Linked DNA regions of Sus scrofa: region 2 is linked to region 1. The links are chromatin contacts, called in public Hi-C maps. All regions are on one chromosome and are shown on one strand. The core of a region is the stretch at or near the end of the contact, and the rest is flanking DNA. Distances in the headings are between cores, read along the strand shown. Region 1 overlaps SPEN (msx2-interacting protein). Region 2 overlaps CLCNKA (chloride channel protein ClC-Kb).

What was found. Hi-C and Micro-C count contacts between places; a contact is called where the count stands out from the background.
Region 2: a Hi-C map of embryonic fibroblasts shows a contact between it and region 1, with 3 times the contacts expected there. The contact joins two enhancer-like sites. A contact is called at or near these places in 4 of 47 Hi-C or Micro-C datasets (embryonic fibroblasts and fetal heart ventricle) and 1 of 2 datasets of contacts at active chromatin or transcription factors (skeletal muscle).

The regions. Positions count from the first base shown.
Region 1 is chr6:75,102,954-75,107,537 of Sscrofa11.1, reverse strand. It overlaps SPEN (msx2-interacting protein), which reads right to left. Exons shown (of 16, transcript XM_021095393.1): 11 at 4,090-4,584; 12 at 3,474-4,087; 13 at 2,543-3,043; 14 at 2,193-2,387; 15 at 1,694-1,852; 16 at 70-1,279. The coding sequence ends at 1,148. Among named protein-coding and RNA genes, the nearest start is that of ZBTB17, 39 kb to the left of the region's middle. Within about 2 kb of position 1,482, at least 3 of the 83 cell types and tissues checked have an H3K27ac peak or open chromatin away from gene starts, as enhancers often do.
Region 2 is chr6:75,179,376-75,184,535 of Sscrofa11.1, reverse strand. CLCNKA (chloride channel protein ClC-Kb) reads right to left here. Exons shown (of 19, transcript XM_021095408.1): 2 at 4,848-4,954; 3 at 4,030-4,158; 4 at 3,126-3,254; 5 at 2,380-2,519; 6 at 1,943-2,020; 7 at 1,763-1,841; 8 at 1,170-1,295; 9 at 725-809; 10 at 521-622. The coding sequence starts at 4,947. Among named protein-coding and RNA genes, the nearest start is that of CLCNKA, 3.0 kb to the right of the region's middle. Within about 2 kb of position 1,720, at least 26 of the 83 cell types and tissues checked have an H3K27ac peak or open chromatin away from gene starts, as enhancers often do.

The DNA.
Region 1 (4,584 bases), core at 233-2,732:
TAAGGACTAGCTGTTCCCATGAGCCAAGGACCCTTGGTTCTCCCATCCAAGTGACAATCACATCCACACTTGACGTGTTTTGTATTTTTTAATAAAGTTTGTAATCCAATGGACACACAAAACAAAACTGCGCTGAGAAAAAGTTTCATAAATTAATAAGTGTTAGGAAGTTGGGGGAGAGGTCAAGGTCATAGGAAGGGAAGCCAGTCTTTTTGTACAGTCTTGTGTGTGTGTGTGTGTGTGTGTGTGTGTGACACTTCCAAATTGCGGGGGCAGGGCCCGTGCTGTAACGAAGCGCACTTATACAAATGAGTGACAATACAAAGTCTGAGTATGAAAATAAGATCTTCTCTGAAAACACATTTTTGGCACAGATTAAAAAAAATGTATGTCGGGGAATTTGATTTTTTTTTTTTAGTATTATATATATTTATATATATTATATATTTATATATACACACATCCCAAGTTCTGTATATTCCACCAAGAAAGAAAATCCTTCCGTTTGCTCTTTTTTGATTGTAAACTGTACATCCTGGGTGAATCAAAGATGGTGGCAGCAGGAGAATTAAGAAAGGTGACACATCCAAATGAGCAAGGGGAAGGGAAGGGAAGGAGTGGGGACGAAACAACCCAATGAAATGTTCCTTGACCCCAAGATTTCAGCAGAGTTCACAAAGTCCTGCGTGAGAGTCTGCGATGTGTGTTTACATACACCAAGACATCCAGAGTGTCACAGCCTGTCTTCACTGTGCAAAAGTCCAAGTCACTAATTTAGTGCAAAGGCAGTTCTGTTTTGTTTCTTAAAAACAAAAACAACAAAAAAATTAATTCCACTGCCCTGTTCCTTTTCTCCAAAAAGAGAAACCCAGCCTCAAGGTGTCTGCAAGTCCATCGGTTGGTGGTCTGTCCTTGGGCTAAATGTCATGTAAACATACAAGTAGCAGCACCACTGCCCAGAGGGGTCTGTCCGACTGAGCCGGGAGGGCGGGCGGGCGGGCGGGCGGGCAGGAGGGCGAGGCTGGCCGTCAGGCAGTGGAGTCTGTCCCCCTCGGCAGCTTCTTCCTCCACTTGGCTGGGTTGTCCTGTGTTTATTTTTTGCTGCAGAGCCTCAGGAAGATATACCGCGTGGCGACCATTCAGTGGCTCACACAGAGGCGATGACAATCATGAGGTGGGGAGAGATGTTGGAGATGCTGGCCAGGAGGTCGGGGGCCAGACGGGACAGGTGACTCTCAGAGAACTCGCAGGGCGGGAAGATCTGGAGCACGTAGGCGGGCTGGAAAAGGGGACAAGAGAAAAATGGGACCCCATCTTCACCTCACCCCCTCACACACACACTACCCTTCTTCCCTTAAACATTTCCAACTGGGGGCCCTAAAGGCCCAACACAGAGCCAGGTTGAGTCAATCTCCCAACCAGCCAGTGCCTCTGAGACGTTGCCAGAAGAAAACCCAGTGAAAACGAACCGCTGCACACCTCTTCTATATTGTTAAGCTAAAGAAAAACCTCTGCTGTCTGGCTGGCCACTGCGTGACTCCAGGGTGGGCAGTGGCAGACCCACCCATGCACTCCGCCTGTCCCTTTGTCCACCTCCTCTGGGAAACTTCCCTGGACTCCTCTAGCTGGCACTGGCAGCCATACGTCACCAGATGAGACGTGTGTGTTTGCCGAGGAAGGACCCCGGGCTGACCTGATTGGAGCCAGGGTTGGGAACGTTGATGATCCCTGCCGCCTGCTTGGCCTGCAGATACGTGATGAAGGCAGCCTTGAGGGACTCAGTCTGGCTCACAACGTCTTCTTGGTCACGGCCACAGGGCAGAGCCAGCAGCAGACAGTAATCTGTCTCCACCTGAGGAAGAGGCAGCCGGCAGTGATCAGGACTCATCTCACAAAACAGCAGCCCCAGAAGAGGCCCTTCCGACAGAGGGATTTGACCCCTAGATCCACAAAAGCCCCCACTTCTGAGATGACCTTGAAGCCCATCCCTCTGTTTGTTGAATGAAAAAAGCCTCATCTCTGGGTCTAGGGGCACGTGACATCCCCAGTGGAGACAGAACATGCTCTTCATCACCCACTCCGAGAATGCCACGACCTTGCCCCATGGCAAGCCCGAGACACAGGCAGTGGGGCCACCCATGCCTTTCCTCCCGGTGGGTGGGGCAGCTGCTCACCTGGGCCCCGAGTCTTACCGTCATCCTTCGGGCAACCCCCTCCAGCTGTGAGGCCTCCAGCCGCATCCGCTGGGCGATCCTCAGAGGGGGCCCGCCTTCAGAGAGGGGCAGGGAACGGTGGGCCAGGACATTGTTGCCAGAGACGAAGTGGAGCTGCACAGCAGCTGTGTCGTTCTTGAGGGCCAGCAGGCCCTGCCACACGATGGGGTACTTCTGCTCATAAGGAAACAAAGACAAGTGAGCTCAAGGCTGGAGAACAGAGCCATGCTGGCCACGGCCCTAGGCAGCAGTCAAGCAGGGATCTTAGGACACCAAACAAGCACAAGAGCCTGGAGGGTGGTAGGGGAGCCCCCTCTCCCCAGGCTTACCTTCAGAAGCTGGACCATATCCACGGGCCTCTGGGAAGTCAAGTGCGGAGAGGAATCTTGTTTGGGGGCTGCCTGGGCTTCAGTATGTGGCAGAGCCAGTCCTGGAGGGGTGCTGGGGCCTGAGGTTGTGGGGACAAACAGTGGCTGCTTTGGGGCAGCCTGAGTGGGGAGAGGGGCCGGGAGGTCAGGCTTCATGGAGACAGACACAGGGGAGGGATAGGAGGTCTGGCTTGTTTCCGCCTGCGCCCTCTGGACCTGGCCATGGGGCTCAGCTGGCCTGCTTGCAGGTACACTGGGGAGGCGCGGCTGTTCTACTCCTGTCTGGGTCCCCTTGGCCTCCTGGGAGACTGGAGGCATCTTGCTGCTTGGTGGCTGGCCTGGCTGGCTGAGCTGGGCGGGCTGAGTGGGCTGGGCAGGCTGGACAGACTGCACAGGCTGGAGAGGCTGGGAAGACTGCGCAGGCTGAGTGGGCTGTAAGGGCTCGCCTTCAGGAGGGGCACCCTGGGGGGTGGGGGGAGAGAAAGGGTCGGAGTCAGAGCCTGTTATGCACAAACAACATCTTGCCCCCAACCGACCAGCCATGGGCCCCTGGGCCGGTCAGCTGCAGGGCCATCTCCTGTCGCCAGGCCCCCCAGAAGGAGCTTTAACATGATGGGTGTGCCCATGGGCATTCAGGATTGAGGATTCTGGTAAGAGATCACCTCTCCCCAGTCCTGTCCCCCAAAATGGTCACCTCTTCCCTGCCTTCTCACCCATGCAGGCAAAAGCCAGCACTCTACCCACTCCCTGGGTTCTCCAAGCTGTGATCTGATCCCTTCAGCCCCACACTGAGAACGCTCCTCTTTAAATCCACAAGAACAACACACGTCAGGGACCTTGCTGGCACCTCCCCCACTATCTGGACCGGAAGCCAGATCCCGGGCACGCTCACCTGAGTGGGAGCCTTGGTCCGGGGAGGCAGGCCGATGGAGGCAGCAGCTGGAAACTGCGTGTGTGTGAGCTGCGCCGGGCTGTGGTAGGTGCGGATGTCTCCGTACCTGTACTCCTGAAACAGCTCCCCGCTGGAGTGCACGATCTGCACCCCGTGGGTCACCACCACGGGCGGGGTCAGGGGCAGCCCCTGGAGCTGGTTGCTGGGGGTGACTGTGAGGATGCGGGCCTCACCGTGAGAGGCTGGGGCGGGGGCAGCTTTGGCATCTGCCGTCTTGGCAGCATCTTTCACTGGCTGCTGAGGGGCCTTGCTGGCTGGGGGCACCTTCACCACCCCATCTGCTGCCCGGGGCTGCTCGCTGACCGCCGTCACGTGAGGATGCACCATGATCCTCACATCCCGCGGCACGGTGTATGGGTGCAGTCGGTACTCGGACTGCATGACCAGCACCTCCGACTGCACAGGGGCTGCAGCTCGAGCAACAGGGAGATGATAATGCACCTCTTCCTCAGGAGGGTGCTGGGAGGCCAGGGCGGGCACACCGGCCGGGGCTGGCTGGGGGGTGCCTGCACGCTGCGGGGCCCGGACCTCTACCTGCTGGGGCTGCAGGGGGCCCGAGGAGAGTGAAGCGTCTCTGGCCGGATGCTGTAGGTGATGCTGGGCAACGTGGGCGTGCTCATCCTCACCTCGCCCTGCGACAGGTGGCCGAGGGACACAGTCTGGGTGATGCTGTGGGGCGGCATGATGACAGACTGCTCTGGGTGAATGCTAGAGATGAACTGAGGCACAGGGATGCCTGCAGCCAGCATGACTGTGGCGTTGGTGGAGAGCGCGGTGGACGTGGTGCTGCTGGGGTGGCACGCCCTGGGGAACGGGGTCGGAGCTGGCCCGCTAGGTCGAGGGGAATGGGCATCTGGCTTTGTGGCCGCTAAATGGGAGACAGTTCGATCTGTCGGGGTGCTGGGCCCCGAAGAGACATGGTTCACTTCCGCAGGCAGTTTGCTGGGCAGCGCAGGAGGGTGGTGGGGAGTAAGAGTGGAGCCCAGGTTCGCCGGTTGAAGGACCTTGGTCTCTATTTTGAGGGTGACAGGGTCAGCGAGCTTTTTGTTAG
Region 2 (5,160 bases), core at 471-2,970, 77 kb before region 1:
TGGGGCTGACGCTGAGGCCTGAGCAGGAGGAGGAAGGACCAGAGCAGGGACGACGCGCGGCCAAGGGCCCCACACTGCTGGGGAACAAGGGGTGGAGCTGATGGGAAAGGTGGGGACAGGTGGGCTGCCCAGCCAGGCAGGTGGGGCCAGTGCAGCAGCCGGGGCAGAAGAGGGCTCTGAAATGCCAAGGCCAGGGGGCAGAGAAGATTGGGAGGTTAGGGGGCTCAGTAAAGGGGGCTGGGTGAACTGGGGGTTCAGTGAGGGGGCAGGAGGTTAGTGAGGGAGTGAGGACTCAGGAGAGGGGGCGGTTGGTAGCCCAGGAAACTGGGCACACGGAGAGGCGTGTGAGGGAGGGGATGGGAGCTCCATTAAGTGAATGTGGGTGCGGAGGTTGGGGGCTCAGTAGGAGGATGGGGATACAGTCGGGGGTGCAGCTCTCTATATAAGGCAGTTGTGGGCTCAGGAGGCTGACTCTGGGGGGGAAGGATCTCCCTGAGGGGCCCCCAGCCCCTATCCAGACCTGGTGGCCAGCAGTTTGGAGAGGAACCGATTGGTTTTAAGGAAACCGAGGAACGTTCGCTGACAGAAGAGGTAGGCACAGCTCACGATGCCACAGATGGCTCTGGGGGAGTGCAGAGGGGAGGTGAGTCCACAGCCCCCTGATCCCCTCCAGAACCAAGGGCAGCAGTTCGGGCTAGGGGAGTCCCCCGAGGCACCCACTCACCCCAGCGCCACAAAAAAGAAGATTTCTGGCAGGTCGAAGGGGACATCCACCCGGAAACTGGTCTGGTAGAGGGGGGTGATCGTCTCTGGGGAAGGAGGGGCAGGAGGGATGAGGGACCACTCTCGTACCCCAGTTAAGCCCCAGGATTCAAATGAACAGGCAGGGGTGGAGGTGGTGCCAAGTCTGCTCCAGAATCTCCTTGTCCTGGCGTTCCTGGGCCTCCCTGAGCTTGGCTGGGTCTACCTGGGCCTCCCTGGGTCTCCCTGGGTCTCCCTCCTGAACAGCTGGACCGCTTCTATCCCCAAGGCTCCCATCCCTTATGCCCGATACAGGTCAGTTCCTTTCCACATGCCTAGAAGGAGGGGGTGGAGAGGAAGAAGAGGGAAGAGAGAGGAAAAGACGGGAGGGAGAAGGGGGGCAGGAGGGAGGGCCGGGCGCGGCTCACCCTGCTCGCTGTTGAAAACCGCCAGGAGGCGGAACATGAAGGCCCCACAGGTGGCCGCGAAGAAGCCCCTCCAGTAATCCCAGACGGAGAAGTGGGAGGACATGACCTCCAGGCTGAACAGGACGCCTGGGGGCGACACTGAGCTCAGACAGCCCCCCCCCCCCCCGCATCCATCCGGGCGCCCCGACCCCGCGCGTCCTGCTCGCTTAGAGACCCAGCAGACAGGGCCACCCCTTCTCCTCCGTCGTGAGCTGAAGCGAGGGCGGGGAGGGGAGGGCGGGCGGGCGCCACCTGCCCAGGGCACACGCCTGTGAGCGCTCTCCCCGGCCACCTCGATCCTCACAACAGCCTGTGGGATGGGGACGATCACAATTCCCATGTCACCGATGAGGAGAGGAGTTCTGAGAGCTGAACTCACCAGCCCGGGGTTACACAGGGGCGTCTGTTTAATGTAACCGCGAAGCATTGGGACCCCCACCCCCACCGCCACCCCGGGGCGGCTCTGCCCTTCCGGAAAGACTGACATTAAGGACCAAGACCGGATTAGCCCCCCTCCTCGGGACCCCGCCTGGCGGCGGGCGCGGGGGACTCACCGCTGAAGGGCGCCGAGAACACTGTGGCCACGCCCACCGCCGCCGCCGCCGCCAGCATTTCATTTTGCTTGATCTTGTTCTGGAGGGATCGGAGTTTCGGCTCAGAGCCAACCCCCGCCTTCCCCTTCGTCTCATTCCTCCAGGGTGGGGGGTGGGGCGCGGGAGGCCTGAGCCCCTTACCTCCGACTCCCCAATGGTTTTGGTGCGCACGCGGCCCAGGTAGGCAGCGATCATCACGGACAGGTGCACGAAGGGGCCCTGACAGGGGAGGTGTGGGCACAGGGCACAGGGTCACCCCTTGGGGAGATATGGAGCCCTTCCTCCCCCTCCCCCTCCTCCCTCTCCTCCCCCTCCTTCTCCTCCTCTCCCCTTCCCCCTGGGGCCCAGGGTTGGGAGGCAGAGGAAACCTCATTCAGAGACAGTGTGGCTGCCCACCCCTCACCCCATCTCCCCAGCTCACTTGTCTCACTGCTGGGGAGGTATCTTGCCTCCTCCCCATGACTGAGCCCCCCACAAAGGCAGGCATGGCCCGAGTCCCACTAACCCTGCTTTGGAGGGGTGATGGGGAAACAGCAGGCAGGGTGGGGTGGGATAGGGAGCTCTCACACTGCCCATACCACTTTGCCCAGGAAGATGGTGCTGCCTGCGGCCAGGGTGCAGGTGAGGCCCACCACCTTGGCCCCGAAGTTCTTGATATCCAGGTAGTCCTCCAAGACCACGCCCGACAGGATGGTCTTCAGCTCTGGAATTCCAGAACCTTGGCAGGGAAAGATGGTCAGGGGACAAGGGGAAGGACAAGTTCTAGATCAACCCTTCGAGCATTCCCTGAACAGGGTTTTGCAGCATGATCTTGTCAGGACCCCTAAACCCTCTGAGGTAGGATTTGTGAACCCATTTTACAGATGAGGAAGCTGAGGTTCAGAGAGGGAATGGGAATTGCCCACCTTCTTCCAGCTGGGCCTGGCAGACAGCTGTGGTGGGATGGGGGGACCTAGGAGAGAATCTCAGGCCACCTGGACACCCCTGCACCTCCCCTCTGCTAGCCTGGAGCTGAAGGCAGAGTTGGGCCCTGGGAGACACGTGCCCCTCTGTGTGCCCCTCCCTGGGGAGCCCTGGCACTGGCCCAGAGGAGCCCTCAGAAAAGGAGCAGAGCCAGCAGTGACCCAAGAGGCAAGACCTGGCCTTCTCACCGTGTGGCTTTGGGCAGATGACATGGCTCCTCTGAGCCTGGCTTCTCTGGCTGTGAAGCAGGGTCACTGCTGCCTGCGTCCCCCCTCAGGAGCCCCGGGGCATACGAAAAGGCTTTGACCCAGGGGCATACGGGGCAAGTCACACAGGCAGACGGCGTGGTGAGTGGGCTCACCTCCAGAGAAAGGCGTGATGCTCTGGGAAAAGCCCGAGGAGAAGGAGACCAGAGCCACGGGGTACACGGTCCAGGAGAGATACCGGAGTAGGTGGCTGTCCCCAATCTCCCGGTACAGCCACATGTGTGCTGGGAACAGCCTGGAGTCAGGAAGTCATCCACAGGCCCTGCAGCCCTCAAGCGCCCACTTACTGCCCAGGAGAGAGAGGCTTGGAGAGGCCCAGGGCCACCCTGTGAGTGGCAGGTTTCCAGGAGGAGGCAAGAATAGATGCTTGGATCCACCCATATCCCAGCTGTGTGACCTATTGGCGAGTGACTCAATATCTCTGTGTCTGTCAAATGGGCCAGTGATGGTACCTCCCTCCCAGAGTCATTGTGAGAAAGTGCCTCCTCAGGTGATGCCTGGTACCTAAGCAGGTCCTTGTGATGAGACCTGAGGGAGCTTCCCAGAGAAGGGCTCTTAGACCCATCCTGCCCCATGCCCCCTCTTCCAGGGAGACCTCAGGGTGGAAGGAGCCGGCTGAAGCATGGAGAAAGTTCTAGACCAGTGCCCTCCCCCAAAGATACTGAGCTGAGAGAAGGGAGGGAGGAGGAGCAGGGATGGCAGGAAGAGGTGGGCTTGGGGCTCAGAGGAACAAGGGCTCTTGGGACCCTTTGAGCTCCCACTCACTGTGCAGATGAGGAGACTGGAGCCCAGAGAGGGGCAGGAGCCTGCCCAGAGTCACACAGCCAGTCAAGAGCAAAGCCAGGACCAGACCCAGTCCTCCTCCCCACAGAGAGCCATCTCTCTCCCCACCACAATCCCGCTGCACCTGGCAGCCCACCTGGCAGCCCACCCGGCATCCCCAGAGCGTGCTCAGAAGCCCTGAGTCCAGGGCAGGCATGCATGGCAGGGAGGGGTTACCTTGGACCACACGCCCGACGGCAAAGTCCATGGTGTAGCTGATCAGGGCCATGAGCACCCCGAGGATCATCAGGAAGTACCAGTCCTCACCCACGCGGAACAGCTTCAGCTTCAGCCACTCCAGGCCAACTGGGGCAGGGGCACTGAGTCTCACCCCCGGGCCTGGTGGGGGCCTAAGCAGCACCTGTCCTGGGGGCCTGCTCAGGCTCTGGCAGGGAGACAGGGGCTGTGTGGGGCTGGGGACAGGTGCCTGAATCCAAGGAAGCAGGGATGGGGCTCTGCCTCGGGTGACCGACAGTAGGATTTGTGGCAAGTGAGCGTGGTGGCACAGCGGGTGCCAGGCCTGTTGGCCCCACCTGGAGGGGACTTTGACCTTTCTGCCCTCCCCACCCTGCCCCTTGCTGAGGTTCATAAGGAAGAATGGAGACAGTGCTTTAGAAGCTGCACTTCTTTCAGTGTCTCTGCAGGGTCCACGGCTTAGAGGACATGAGTCTAGAGACTATTGTCCCAGGACGTACGGGGCTGTCTCGGTGTCAGACCAGAAAACACCCCCAGCCTAACCCTAGCAATGCCCCAGGCACAGTGATCAGATCCGGGGGCTGCATTCCCAGAGGCAGAAGGCAGACCTGCAGCACGTCTGACCCACAGACAGGCAGATGGATCCTCTCCCTCCCTGCGGCCCAGGAGACTCTGGGCAAGTGAAGGCGGGGTAGTGGGGGAGCTCTCAGGCCCCAGGGTGGGTGGGGAGGAGGGGGGCCAGGGGAGGATGAGGTCCCAAGGGGCCTTTGACAGGGAGAGGAAGGGAACCAAGCTCTCACCTCGGATGCCTCGGCGGATGCGGGGACAAGGGCCCCAGAGCTCCTGAAGAGTCACGGGGCTCCCCGAGGAGCCCTCACGAAGCCCTACCAGCTCCTCCATCAGGTCCCTGAGGGAGCGGACAGACAGATGGACCCTTGGTGCGCTGCTCCAGGGCCCTTACTCTGCCACTGGGCCCTTCCAATAGCCACTCCCCAGAGAAGAAGGAGAGGTGGCATTTTCAAAGGGGATGTGAGTCTGGTGTGCCCTCTTTCCTGAGGGAGTGTTCCCCAGGGCATGCATGTGTGAGTTAATATTCAGGACAGTTCCTAGCTG